2 separate regions of the Sus scrofa genome follow, and region 1 is linked to region 2. Evidence: chromatin contacts called from public Hi-C data. All regions are on one chromosome and are shown on one strand. Each heading gives the region's core, a stretch centred on a gene start, on an enhancer-like site or on the middle of the called end of the contact. The rest is flanking DNA. Distances are from core to core; before and after follow the strand shown.

Evidence for each region. A called contact is a pair of places that touch in the nucleus more often than the background predicts.
Region 1: a Hi-C map of mesenteric adipose tissue shows a contact between it and region 2, with 2.0 times the contacts expected there. The contact joins the promoter of USP28 here to the promoter of PTS in region 2. A contact is called at or near these places in 2 of 5 promoter capture datasets (fetal skeletal muscle and liver) and 2 of 47 Hi-C or Micro-C datasets (embryonic fibroblasts and mesenteric adipose tissue).

What each region holds. Positions count from the first base shown.
Region 1 is chr9:41,477,861-41,484,094 of Sscrofa11.1, reverse strand. It overlaps USP28 (ubiquitin carboxyl-terminal hydrolase 28), which reads left to right and starts at 3,051. Exons shown (of 24, transcript XM_021062863.1): 1 at 3,051-3,331. The coding sequence starts at 3,275. It overlaps LOC102166826 (a long non-coding RNA gene), which reads right to left and starts at 2,954. Exons shown (of 3, transcript XR_002335634.1): 1 at 2,407-2,954; 2 at 1,375-1,568.
Region 2 is chr9:39,916,497-39,922,447 of Sscrofa11.1, reverse strand. PTS (6-pyruvoyl tetrahydrobiopterin synthase) reads right to left here and starts at 2,291. Exons shown (of 6, transcript XM_005667339.3): 1 at 2,013-2,291; 2 at 64-143. The coding sequence starts at 2,098.

The DNA.
Region 1 (6,234 bases), core at 1,802-4,301, 1.6 Mb before region 2:
AGAAGAAAATTGGATCCCAAGAATTTAAGGGATGAATTCAGAATTCATGAAAGCAGATTTTAGAAGCATTTTTTTTTTTAAGTATTTCTCTGTATTTTCTAGAGACACGAAAGAAGGGAACCTGAGGTTACTATTTTGAATACCAAGGCCAAATGTTTCTCAAATTAAAATGAACTCATTAACTTTACTGAAAGTTGTTTCAATTTTGCACAACTACATTTGCCTACAGTACACATTTCAGAAATGTTGGAAACCCATTTATTTTGAACTAGCAAAAAGAGAGCCTTTTCTGAGACATTTTTTAACAGCTGTATTTAAACTTATACATGATCTAACCCTGTAATCCAGGGGTTAAAACAGAAATATACATACTCCTTCCTCCATAGTAAGAGAGGCCATTTTCCTAACTGCTGAGAAGCTGGCTCTTAAGGACATTCCTGACTAGACCATTCCTGGAAAGGAATCCATAACTCAAAGAACAGTCACACTTGTCAATCAGGCTCAGCCATCAGCTTTCAAATGCAGTTGCTCTGAAGCCAGTAGTAAAAACTATTCAGAGTGAAGCAGAGAAGAAACATAAGTATACATTTCTTTCTTTTCCCCTTTCTCTAACATTTTCCCTTCATTCCCATTTATCCCACACAAAGCTCCACACCAGTGTTCAATGACATTGAAGAGGAGTCGTTGTATGATTATGAACTACTTTGGATTTGAGGGTAAAACAGAACAGAAACATAAACTCATTGCCTCATAAAATAATTTAGCATTGAGACAAAAAGTTTTCCAGGAAAGGAAAAATTTTTTCCAATTATTTTAAAAGGTTTTTCATTTTGTTGCTTTTTTTTTTTTTTTTTTTTTTTTTTTTTTTTTTTTTTTTTGCTGCACCCATGGCATGTGGCCAGGGACTGAGCCTGGGCCATAGCAGTGACTCAAGCCACAACAGTGACAACACTGGATCCTTAACCTGCTGAGCCACCAAGGCACTCTATTTTTCCAATTTTTCCTTCGGGCAAATACTCTGGAAACTACTCCCTTTTTAAACAACTGGATGAACAAGGTCCTACGGTATAGCAGAGGGAACTATTTTTAATATCCTGTGGTGAACAGTAATGGAAAAGAACATGAAAAAGAATGTACATATGTATAACTCAGTCACTTTGCTGTACAACAGAAAGTAACACATTGTAAATCAACTATATTTCAATAAAACTTAAAAAACACAATTATTTGCTATGGCTTTATTTCTTTTTTTCCCTGAATATTCTTGGAATGATTATCAATTAATAATGCAATTATTCTGGAGCCCAAAGGCTGGGTTTGAGGAGGAATGAGAAGGGGTTTTCTGCAGTGCCAGCACATGTCCATGATACTTACTTTTGATATTTGATCACCACGAAGATTGCCAAATGATGGTCAAGCAATGATGTGGAGTGTTCGTTAAATACTGATTGGACAGGGTGTCTGTAGCTGATGACTGTGTCCAGGACCAGGTGGTAGTTAAACCCAAATGGGCCAGGAGGATTGATCAGGTCTACCGCCCTCAGATCAAACTGATTAGATCTAGGGCCCTGTTTAGAACCATATAACAGAAAGACACTTTATCAAAACTCTGGGGGCAATATTGCTCAAATGGCTATACACAACTCTTTCAGGAATATGGATAGAGAAACTCTCTGGTGGTCTTTTAAGGAACTTGTCATGAAAGAGTTACAATTTTCCACCTCATTTATACCAGTAAATAAGAAATTTCCTAAAATGAATGAGCAAAGGCAAACAATCACTACAGAGACATGATAAAGACAGACAGAAATAGAGCTTTCTAACAATTTAGAGGTATACAATGCTACAAATCAACTGGACTGAGAAATCAACTTGTTTTGCAATGACCGCCAAGTTGAGACCAGGAACACAGGTTGATTACTCACGAGGAAAAAAAAAAAGGTAAAGCCACAAGCATAAAAAGCTCTACACCCATCAGACAAACACACAGTCTGCTGAAAGTAGAATATTATGATCATGCCACCAGTTTATCTGCCAGGGAAAGGGGACCCCCCCTGAACTTTCAGGTGAAGGAAGTAGCAGCAGTCACGGTCCAGGCTCCTGAGTGTCATCAGGTCTCCCACAGGGGCTGCTGCACTTGCTCTGTACCTGTTCCCTTATGTCTCAAGCTGTGGTCAATGCAGACTAAAAAGGCCTGCAGGTGAAACATCACAATCACATGGCCAACAATGCCAGGAGCACAGGAAAGGACAGCATCCACATAAAATTCACACTGAAGGTGCTGCCCAAGGGCTAGACCAGGGCAGTGATATAAGCAGTTCCCCCTAAACGAGGCCCTTCCACACCCAGCCTCCATGTAGGTTTGGAACAGCTAAAAGTGTGCCAAGAGGATTGTCGTTGTGATACCTGTGAAATATGGTCTCGTAGTTACGATTTCCACCAAACTGCTGAAAATACAACTCGTACTATTAATGCTTAATATGCCATAAGCATCTGGCTCAAACTTAACAAAATACTGTAAAATTTTAGGCTGAATGCCATAAACAGCTAAAATGGGACAATGGTAATTTCTGCTCCCCAGGCCAGCGTTAAAGCAGCATTCTGAGCATCAGTGAATAGATTCCGATCTGTTTGGTTAGCTTTAGACGTCAGACCACTCTATTCAGACTATCGCTTTCTTTTTTTCAGGAACGATAAATCAATTATTCCCGCAGTTGGACTTGGAAATGGCTCCACTGCTGCGAGGGAAACCCCAGACAGGGTCTCAAGATGGGGAATAGCTTTAACTCGTCTGTGGGGAGTCTTGAGCAGATGGTGACTCCTCGAAATAAGTTCTCAGGGACGAAGGAGGTAACGGGGATTTCGGAGGGGTCCGCGCTCCGCAAGGCCACTTCCTGGGAGCCAACCGCCCGGAACACAACCACTCCGCCGCCGACGCTGACCGTTAGGCGCGGGCGGGGCCGGGGTCACGTGGCCTGCGCCGGGTCAGAGCCCGGCGTACGCGGGAGCACGCAGAGCGGCTCGGCCCTCGGCCGCGCGCCTGGCGTGCGCGCTCAGGCCGGGGGCGGAGCGTGTGGGCTGAGCCTCAGGCGCGCGGCGGGCCGGAGGCGGGGCCGGAGCGGGGTGGAGGGCGGGGGCGGGGCCTCCTCCTCCACCTCCGCCACCTCCGCCTCCGCCTCCTCCTCCTCCTCCTCCCGCGAGGCTCGGCTGGGGGTGGCTGTGGCGGCGGCGGCGGCGGCGGGAGGCTAGTGACCCGCGGAGGGGCGCCCCGGCCATGACTGCGGAGCTGCAGCAGGACGACGCGGCCGGAGCAGCGGACCGCCACGGCTCGGTGGGCTTCGCGGCGGCGGCGGGCAGGAGCCGGGGGGCGGGCTCTGGGTCCCGCGGGGTGGGGGGTTCGGGGTCCGGGCCGGAGCGGCGCGGGGCGCTGACGGGCCTGCGGGGTTCGGGCGCGGGGCCGGGCAGGAGGGGGCTGCGGAGGGCGCCCGGGCCCGGCGCGAGCGAGGGCGGCGCGCCGTGCGGGTGAAGACTGGGACTCGGGAGGAGGCTGAAGTCTCTGCAAGGCAGAGATCGAGGACTCTCTTCGGGTCCGGGGGCGGGCTGAAGTTCAAGGGAGATTAGCTGTTTTGAAAAATCAAATACAAAAGGCTGGACGTGGGCTGTCTTCATCAGGGATCTCTAAAGGGAGCTCTCCCGGCCCCCGGCAGGGGTGAGAAACTTCCTAAAGGGGCAGCTTTGGTGGTTTTTGTTTTTGTTTTCTAATCTGTTTTGGGGCAATGCTGTTTTAAAAGTGTCTAAAGCAGTTAGATAACCGAAGTTATCTAACTTAAAGGCAGGATTTATCAACACCTTGTGAAAGATCGGGGGTCGTAGTTACCGCTTTCTGTCTTCCACACCCCCCCTCCTTTTTTTAAGCAGAGAGCAACCTCCCCAATTGCTGCATTCATCACTCTAGATTTTTAAGGAAGGGGGAGGAGCACCGCGATGATTAGAAGGTATGCTGATAATGCTTCCCTATTCCTATTAATCTAAGAAGATTGAAATCAATACAGGGATTTCTGGGCTAAGATGGTGAGAGTGAAAGAACACTGGTTTGAGAGAAAATCAAAAGGCTAATGTCTGTGCGAAAAAAACTCGGGAAGTGGGCAACTTGAGAATGTCTTCTAATGTTACTTTGGAATCTTATAATACTGCCCGGACCCCCCTCAAGTGCTGAGCTTTTTCAAGACAGAATGGGAAACCTGTACCACGTATTCAAATGCAAGTTTGGAAATGAGGAATTTCATGAAATATTTACAGTACAAAGCTGTCAGATACCTCCACGTGAGAAACCTTTTATGCCTTTTTTTTTTTTTTCCCTTTCCTTTTCAGGCACTCAGAGGACCAATAGTGTGTAAAGTGACCGCACTTCCTTTTTTTAAACTCCTGTAGTAAAAGATACCTCCAGGTTCTGGGCTCCAAAATGGAAGTAGGCAGGTGGCATTTCATGGGTTGATTTCTAATAGAAATATTGTTAGGTGTTTACAAATGCCAGTTGGAGTCTGCGTCAGGATTTTCTCTGGTGTCGGAGATCAGTTGCATTTGTTTTTAGGACGGTGACTTAAAAACGGATGGGAAAATCTTAGTTTTGAGACAGTCATGTTGATTTAGAGAAGAGACTATTTTAAGGGAGAGCAGCAAGTCATATTTAAATTTGTTGGTTGAGACCATGTGCCTGTTGGTCAGCAGCAATTACATTTCATTTACCTCTGCCAGAGTTTGAGAGGTGACCATGGTCTTAGCTCTCTGTTTAAGGGTTTAGATGTGAGGTGTTTGATGAACTTTTGTATATAAGTCATAGCTATTTTTGGAAAGCTTGGAACTCTAGTGGCTGTGCCTGGCCGGGGGACCCTGATTCCTGGCAACCTGCGGAGTGAGAACATTTACTGTTCTTCTCGGTGATTCGCCCCCTACAGACGGATGATAAGCTTTGGAATGCTCTATCATGTTTGCCCTTTTTGTTTTTGCTAGTGTGAAATGCTTGAAGTTAGCAGGCTAGCTGAAGGAATCCTATATGGGGAAAGAACCTTTCATATCTCAGAGGAAAGATTTTAATAACATCTTCCTCATCTTCCTAGGTTTCAGGTTGGAATGGACTCTATTTTGAATTTCCTCAAGCATTCAGCATTGCCCTTAAAGGATCTTCCATTGTTCTAATTGCCAGGAGCCCTCCTCTCCTCTCCTGAGCCTGTGAAGCTATTTAAAACCTAGAATGCTTCCCCTCCCTTACTGGTCAGTTGTGCATGGGACAGGCAGAACTCACTACAGCTGCCCAAGAATTTTAGTGAGAGGAAAACATAGAACTCTTGAAATATGTTCTGGAGTCTCAAGGAAGGCACTATTTTAATCAAGTCTTGACTTAGAGGAAAAGAGCAGCAATGTTTACTGTTATTGTAGGATAAACAACTCAAAGTCAGGTTGGCTCTTATAAACCCATCATCCTTGGAAGCAGTACTGGGGCTCATCATACACTCTGCTATGAAAACCTGTCTGTTTTCGGTGAAAATTTAATGCTTCCTTTGATTTATTGGATTTTCATTCTCTTACCTTATCTCATTAATTGTGATTTTTGGAACATCACTAAGTCAGTGCTTGGTTGGCTTTCACTCTCATGCCTCCAGCTACAAACAGTTCCTCCTCACACAGTGAGTATAGTATTTATAAAACACATTGACAAGGTAATGCCTCGCCAGGCAAGATCTTTCCACATGTTTTGTTTCAGCAAAGAAATTCAAAGAAGCAGACAAGTGCAATGTATTTTTCAAGGAAAATAATGATACTGATAATAGAAGTAGAAAACATTAATTGAGCACATACTGTATGCCAGACTCTGTGCTCAGAACATAACATGTGTTATCTCAGTTCCCACGACAACTTCGGGAAGTTTTCTTATTTCTTGTTAAATAATTTGCCCAAAGTTAACCAGCTAGTAAATAGTAGAGCCAGGGTTGCACCCAGACACTCTGACTCTCAAGAGCACAAGATATTTCTGATCCTGCTTTATACTCAGTGAACTCATTGTCTTGGGTCAGAACCTTTACTCTCTAGAACGTTCCTCCTGATGTTTTAAGCTTTCAGTCCTCCCTGTGCTTTTTCTAAGTAGCTAACTTTCCTTTCTACTTGACTGAGCTTGCTGATACCTAAAGAGCTGTCTGTCTCATGTTTGGGTTTTTTTTCCCTTCTTCAGCATCTCTT
Region 2 (5,951 bases), core at 1,042-3,541:
TAAGACTACATTTGCTAAACACTCTTTCATCATTGTTGAAAATTTCACCCGTTTTTCTCTCACCTTTATAATTGTGCCCATGGCCATTTGGATTGTTGCATTTCCCAAAGAGTTTCAAGTTTTCTTCATTACTGAGAGATTTGCTAATTTAAAAAAAAAAAAAGTCAACATGACACATTTCAGACACCTTCTCTGTTCTCTACACTTATCGTCTGCTCTAGCCTTTGAAAATTTTCACAATTTATTATTCTTTAGCTCACCAAATGGAGAGTTACAATTTGACTTGATTACTTAATTTTATGTCAGGAACCAGAGTATGTCCCCTAATTAGACTACTATACCATACAAATTAGCAAAAATAAATTCAACATCCTTGATCCACAGCAAGATTTCAATAACTAATCTGCTCAAGGCCCTTGCATTTTTCGACTCAACATTTACTATATTACTAGGCACCGACTGAATGAAGCAAAAGCACATGGTAATTATTTAAAAAAAAAAAAAAAAAGTTTGTTTTCAACTGGCTTAAAATCTCATTCCTCCCAAAAAACAATCTCTGACCTTTCCTTTAAAACGTTTTTATTATCCCTCAACTATTGCCTAATATTGATAACTTCACCTGTACATTGAGGAGTATTCGAGTTAGGTGAAACTTTAAAATTACAATACTCATGGAGGAGTTCCCATCGTGGCTCAGGGAAATGAATCTGACTAGCATCCATGAGGACACAGGTTCAATCCCTGGCCTAGGGCTCAGTGGGTTAAGGATGTGGCAGTGCCATGAGCTGTGCTGTAGGTTGAGATGCGGCTCAGATCTGGCATTGCTGTGGCTGTGGTGTAGGCCAGCAGCTACGGCTCTGATTTGACCCCTAGGCCTGGGAACCTCCAAATGCCACAGGTGTGGCCCTAAAGACAAAAATAATAATAATAAAAATAAAATAAAATTACGATACTCAGCGTATGTTCTAAACAGAGAACAATTTTCTCAACGGATTTTTATATTTATACCTGTCCAATCAACAGTGCATCTGCAAGGAGGCTCTACAACCCTCACATGTTTGAGCTTCCTATTAAATAACCCCTTTCTCTGTGAGACACTATTACTTTCCTCATTCTCTCCTGCTCACCCACTTCTTACATTCCACGTGCCACAATTCACAAAGCTTCTGCACAAAATTACCTCACTCTACCCTCCAAAAAATTGGCCAGTTTGTACATTCCAGAAGTAAGGCTAAGACAGGTCTTGATCACTGCTGCATGCCTGTTACCTAGCCCAAGACCTGACAAAAAATACCTGTCCTGTGAATGAATGCATCAATCCTCTTAGGTAGAAATTATTATCCTGGTTTCACAGAGGAGGAAACAGATGCTCAGAGAGTGGAGCCTTCTACTAAGTGGCAAATATCCCCTCAAAATCAACTCTTCAATTCGACCCAGCAGTCTGAGTACTCTGGGTTCAATCCCAACTGTGCTGCTTGCCAATGCTCCTGACATAACAGCAGCTAACATGAACTGAGTGTTTACGATGTGCCGGGTACCGCGTAACGTGGGCGAGCTCAACTCCTTTGAAGGTCACAGCGACCCTCTAAGCTAAATTAGAGCAATCCGAGGGACCAAGAAGTACGTTCAGGTCGCAGAGCCAGCGAGAGGACCCTCCGGGCTGCGTACCCTGGGCCGTCGCCCTCCGCAGTCACTGCACAGCCCCTCTGGAGCCTGGTCAACTCGCTATCACGGCTCTTAGGTGGTCGACGAGGCCCGGCGGCCCTAAGAAGGCACCCAGCGCCCCCGCCCCGCCGCGCGCCCCCGCCCCGCCGCGCGCCCCCGCCCCGCCGCGCGCCCCCGCCCCCGCCGCGCGCCCCCCCGCCCCGCCGCCGCGCGCCCCCGCCCCGCCGCGCGCCCCGCCTATTCAACGTAGGGTACCCCGGCCGACCCCCGACGTCCGGGCGCCAGGCCCTCCTAGGCCCAGGCCTCGAAGGCCCCGCCCTCGCTACTCTCACCGTGGGCACACCCACCTGTGGAGCCGATGGGACGCGCTGAAGGACGCGAGGCGGGACACTCGCGCCCGCCGGTGGGGGCCTGAGTCAGCGTCGCTCCTCATTCCGCCCGCGAGGCAAGGCCGAGCCTCCTGCCCCGGGGCCGCCGCCTGCCTGGGGGAATGGGCGGGGCCTCCCTCCGCGGCTGCGCAGTGCGGCAGGCGCCCCGGAAGCGCCCTGCGGCTGAGCTCCCTCTGCCGGCTTGGAGGCCGCACCGGGCTTTCCGTTATCTCGGGAGAGCAAGAGCTCACAGAGCTGGGCGTGCCTTAGAGTAGATGGGGTCTGGTGGCCTTCATTTTTCTGTCCGCTAAACCTGAGGCCACGTCGTGCAGTTAGGGTGCGCGTGGGCCTACTTTGAATCAGGGAGGGACTTCATTGAGCCGCCCTTCCCACTCGCTTCTGGAAAGCCCAGGGTTACGGTGTAAACCTCCAGTGGCAGGATGAGATGAGTCCCAGGACCAGTCTACTTATAGCTTAAAAGGCGGAGAAATTTGAGGGCACGTGTAGGACCACGTGGTCTTCAGAACCGATATTACCTTTGGACTGTTTGGAACAAAGGGGAGTTCTCAAGCTGTCCTTATCGTCCACATTCCTGCATGGACCCATTTATCACTTGGTTGCCACAGTGTAAGCACATGCACCCATGAACATACACACATTAGCAATTTTCTGTTCACCGCAGACACCTCGGAGTGATAGGATCTTGTTTCCTCACATCTACTCCTAAGGAGTGATCAAACTACTTAGAGTTGCCAGCATGCACCATGTCATCTCTTGCCTCCCTTCATCCTTTCATTAGTTACCGAGTGTGTACTATGTTGCTGGCATGTTCCAGGCACTGGAAATAGATAAAATCATGGGCATGGCAGAAATATAAGCCCCAATGATTTCTCTCAAATGTCTCCTGTCTCCAGCTATATATGTTGTTCATTCTGCATTATCGTTATTATTAATATGTTATGTAGCAAATATTCCTCACACATTTTCAAGTTTTTTCTCCTCTCCTCCACTGGACTGTAAAAGAACTTTGAATAATTATAAACCAGAGTTTTGTTTTGTTTTGTTTTTTGTCTTTTGTCCTTTTTTTAGGGCCGCACCTGCGGCACATGGAGGTTCCCAGGCTAGGGGTCTAATCAGAGCTGTTGCCAAGGGCCTATGCCACAGCCACAGCAACACAGCATCCAAGCCATATCTATGGCCTACACCACAGTTCACGGCAATGCCAGATCCTTAACCCATTGAGGGAGGCCAGGGATCGAACCGCAACCTCATGGTTCCTAGTCAGATTCATTTCCGCTGTGCCACGATGGGAACTCCAAACCAGAGATTTTTGAGGTAGAGACCCAAAATCTAACTCAGTCCTCTCACAGATAAGAAAATACAGGCCTACTATAAATGAATTACTTACCCAAGATCACTTATAATGTAAACAGTGTTCCCCCAGGCACTGACTACATCATAGATACTCTAACGATTACACAAATGCCTCACTTGTTTCAAAAACGATTTAAAGAATCAAAATAAAATTTTAAAAGGGTATAATTTTGGAGAAATTGCTGTTTGCTTTAATAAAAATCATTGCATTTGCAGAATTTTTGCTCTATTTTATTAAAGTCGATTCTATATAAAGGCACTCACCAAATTTACCCTCAGTCACACTGCTACAGATTGAATTGTACCCCCCCCCCAGAATATGGTTTTATTTGGAAATAGTATCTTTGCAGACGTGGTTAAGACGGGTCACTAGGGAGCCCCCTAATCCCTTTCCCCTCACTTGTATACTCCCTTTCCTTGAGTCTCAGGACATTGCCCAGTGGTAAGTTGGACTCAGGGAGAGGAAGAGGCCCTGCCTAAGCTTTATGTCTCAGTCATATGCTCAATTTCCAGAACTTTCTGCTGTACCTAGACTATAAAGTATTGACCCTTTTTGTCTTCTCCTTCAAGAACCTCATAGGAGTTCCTTTCATGGCTCAGTGGTTAATGAACCTGACTAGGATCCATGAGGATTCGGGTTTGATCCGCACCTCATGGATCCTAGTTGGTTCATTCCCTGGCCTGGCTCACTGGGTTAAGGATCTGGCATTGTCGTGACTTGTGGTTTAGGTCGCAGACTCGGCTTGGATCCTGCGTTGCTGTGGCTGTGGTGTAGGCTGGCAGCTGTAGCTCCAATTCTACCCCTAGCCTGGGAACTTCCATATGCCATGAGTGCGGCCCTAAAAAGCAAAACAAACAAACAAACAAACAAACAAAACAACCTTAAAGATGGCAGGGCCAAGACAGAATTCAGACATCCCTGGGTCAAATTCTTATGTTTATACTGCTGATCTTTATATGTTTGGGCTTCATTGCCTATGTAGTAGAATGGAGTAAAGTTTTAAAAACAGAAGATGGACAAGATCAGATAGGTCTGTGTACCTCCCAAAAGTCAGATGGAGTCTCCTTCACTCTTCGGGTCCAGATAAGAAAGATCTGGATCAAACCTCCATGTCTTGTTTGAGGAAGTACAATACCCTTTCAAAGATTTTGTGAAATATCAGGGGATTTATGCTTTTATGGTTGTCTAAGCCTCTGAGCTCCCACCTCTGCTATATTAATTCTGTTTAGGCATCTTTTTTTTACCATTCTGTACCTACTGCTGTTGTCCTGTATCTCACCACCCTGGACACAAAACTTAGAACTTTTACTTCATTGCCACCCCAGCATGAAGCATTTGTATGGAACATTTTTGTTAAAGAGAATAGAGTTGGTGATGTTTATAGTAACTATCAAGGAAAACAGAGAAGAAACTATGCTGATGGAGGGCTATGCAGAAAATCCAACAGGTTCACATTGTCCACAAACCACATGTTTGAGAGGCTTGTCCAGCAATATTCAACATGCACGTGGAGCATGGACAGTTTAACTGGCCTGGGTTGGAGTATACCTAATGGAAAAAGAATGTGGGATTTGGGGGTGTGGTTTATGTGACAGGTTTAGGCTGGTTTGGGCTGTAGGTAAACACTGAGTTTAGAAATGTGGAGATTATATGGTCTCTAGTGCCACCTGTTGCCCAACTATAAAGAACTAGCAACTTTTCACCAGTCTCTGAAGAACTAGACACCTGGAGGTTAGAAAAAATGCCTGACTTTAGCAACATCCCTCAAAACAACACCTTCCCAAAGCTGAGCTGGGGGCAGGATAGAAACTGGTAGTGGGTAGTTCAACTGCAGTGGCATCTGCTGTGGACGGCAGAGAAATAGCCAGTTTAGAAGCCTCCACGCATGAGATCCTCTGGGAGTACCTTAGGATCAGTAGCAACAGGCAGCCTGTCATGGAAGAAACAAGGGGCTTTTCAGACCTAAATTCATATTCTACTGGTTATGGTTATTTGTAATCTTCTCCCAAGTGTGGGAACCTCTGTCACCCACTGCTCTAGTAGTGATAATACCCAAGTCTAGTTTTTGTTTTATGTATCTTATTTTTTTTCTAGGGCTGCACCCAAACTAGGGGTCAAATCGGAGCTGCAGTTGCCAGCCTATGTCACAGCCACAGCAATGCCAGATCCAAACTGCATCTGTGACCTACACCACAGCTCACAGCAATGCCAGATCCATAACCTACTGAGCAGGGCCAGGGATCAAACCCACATCCTCATGGATACTAGTCAGGTTCATTATAGCTGAGCCACAACAGGAACTCCTATGTATTCGTATTACCTGGAAGAAGGTATATCTGGTAAGTAGAAAGTTAAAACTCTCTTCCAAAGGTTGTATCAGGAATTCCCTGGTGGCTCAGTGGGTTAAGGATCCGCTGCTGTCACAGGAGTTCAGTCCCTGGCCTGGGAATTCCACAGGCTGCAGAGTGACCAAAAAAAAAAAGTTGTATCAACACTTGCTTAATGCTTTCAAGGAAGATCCCTAACAAAATAAATATAAAACT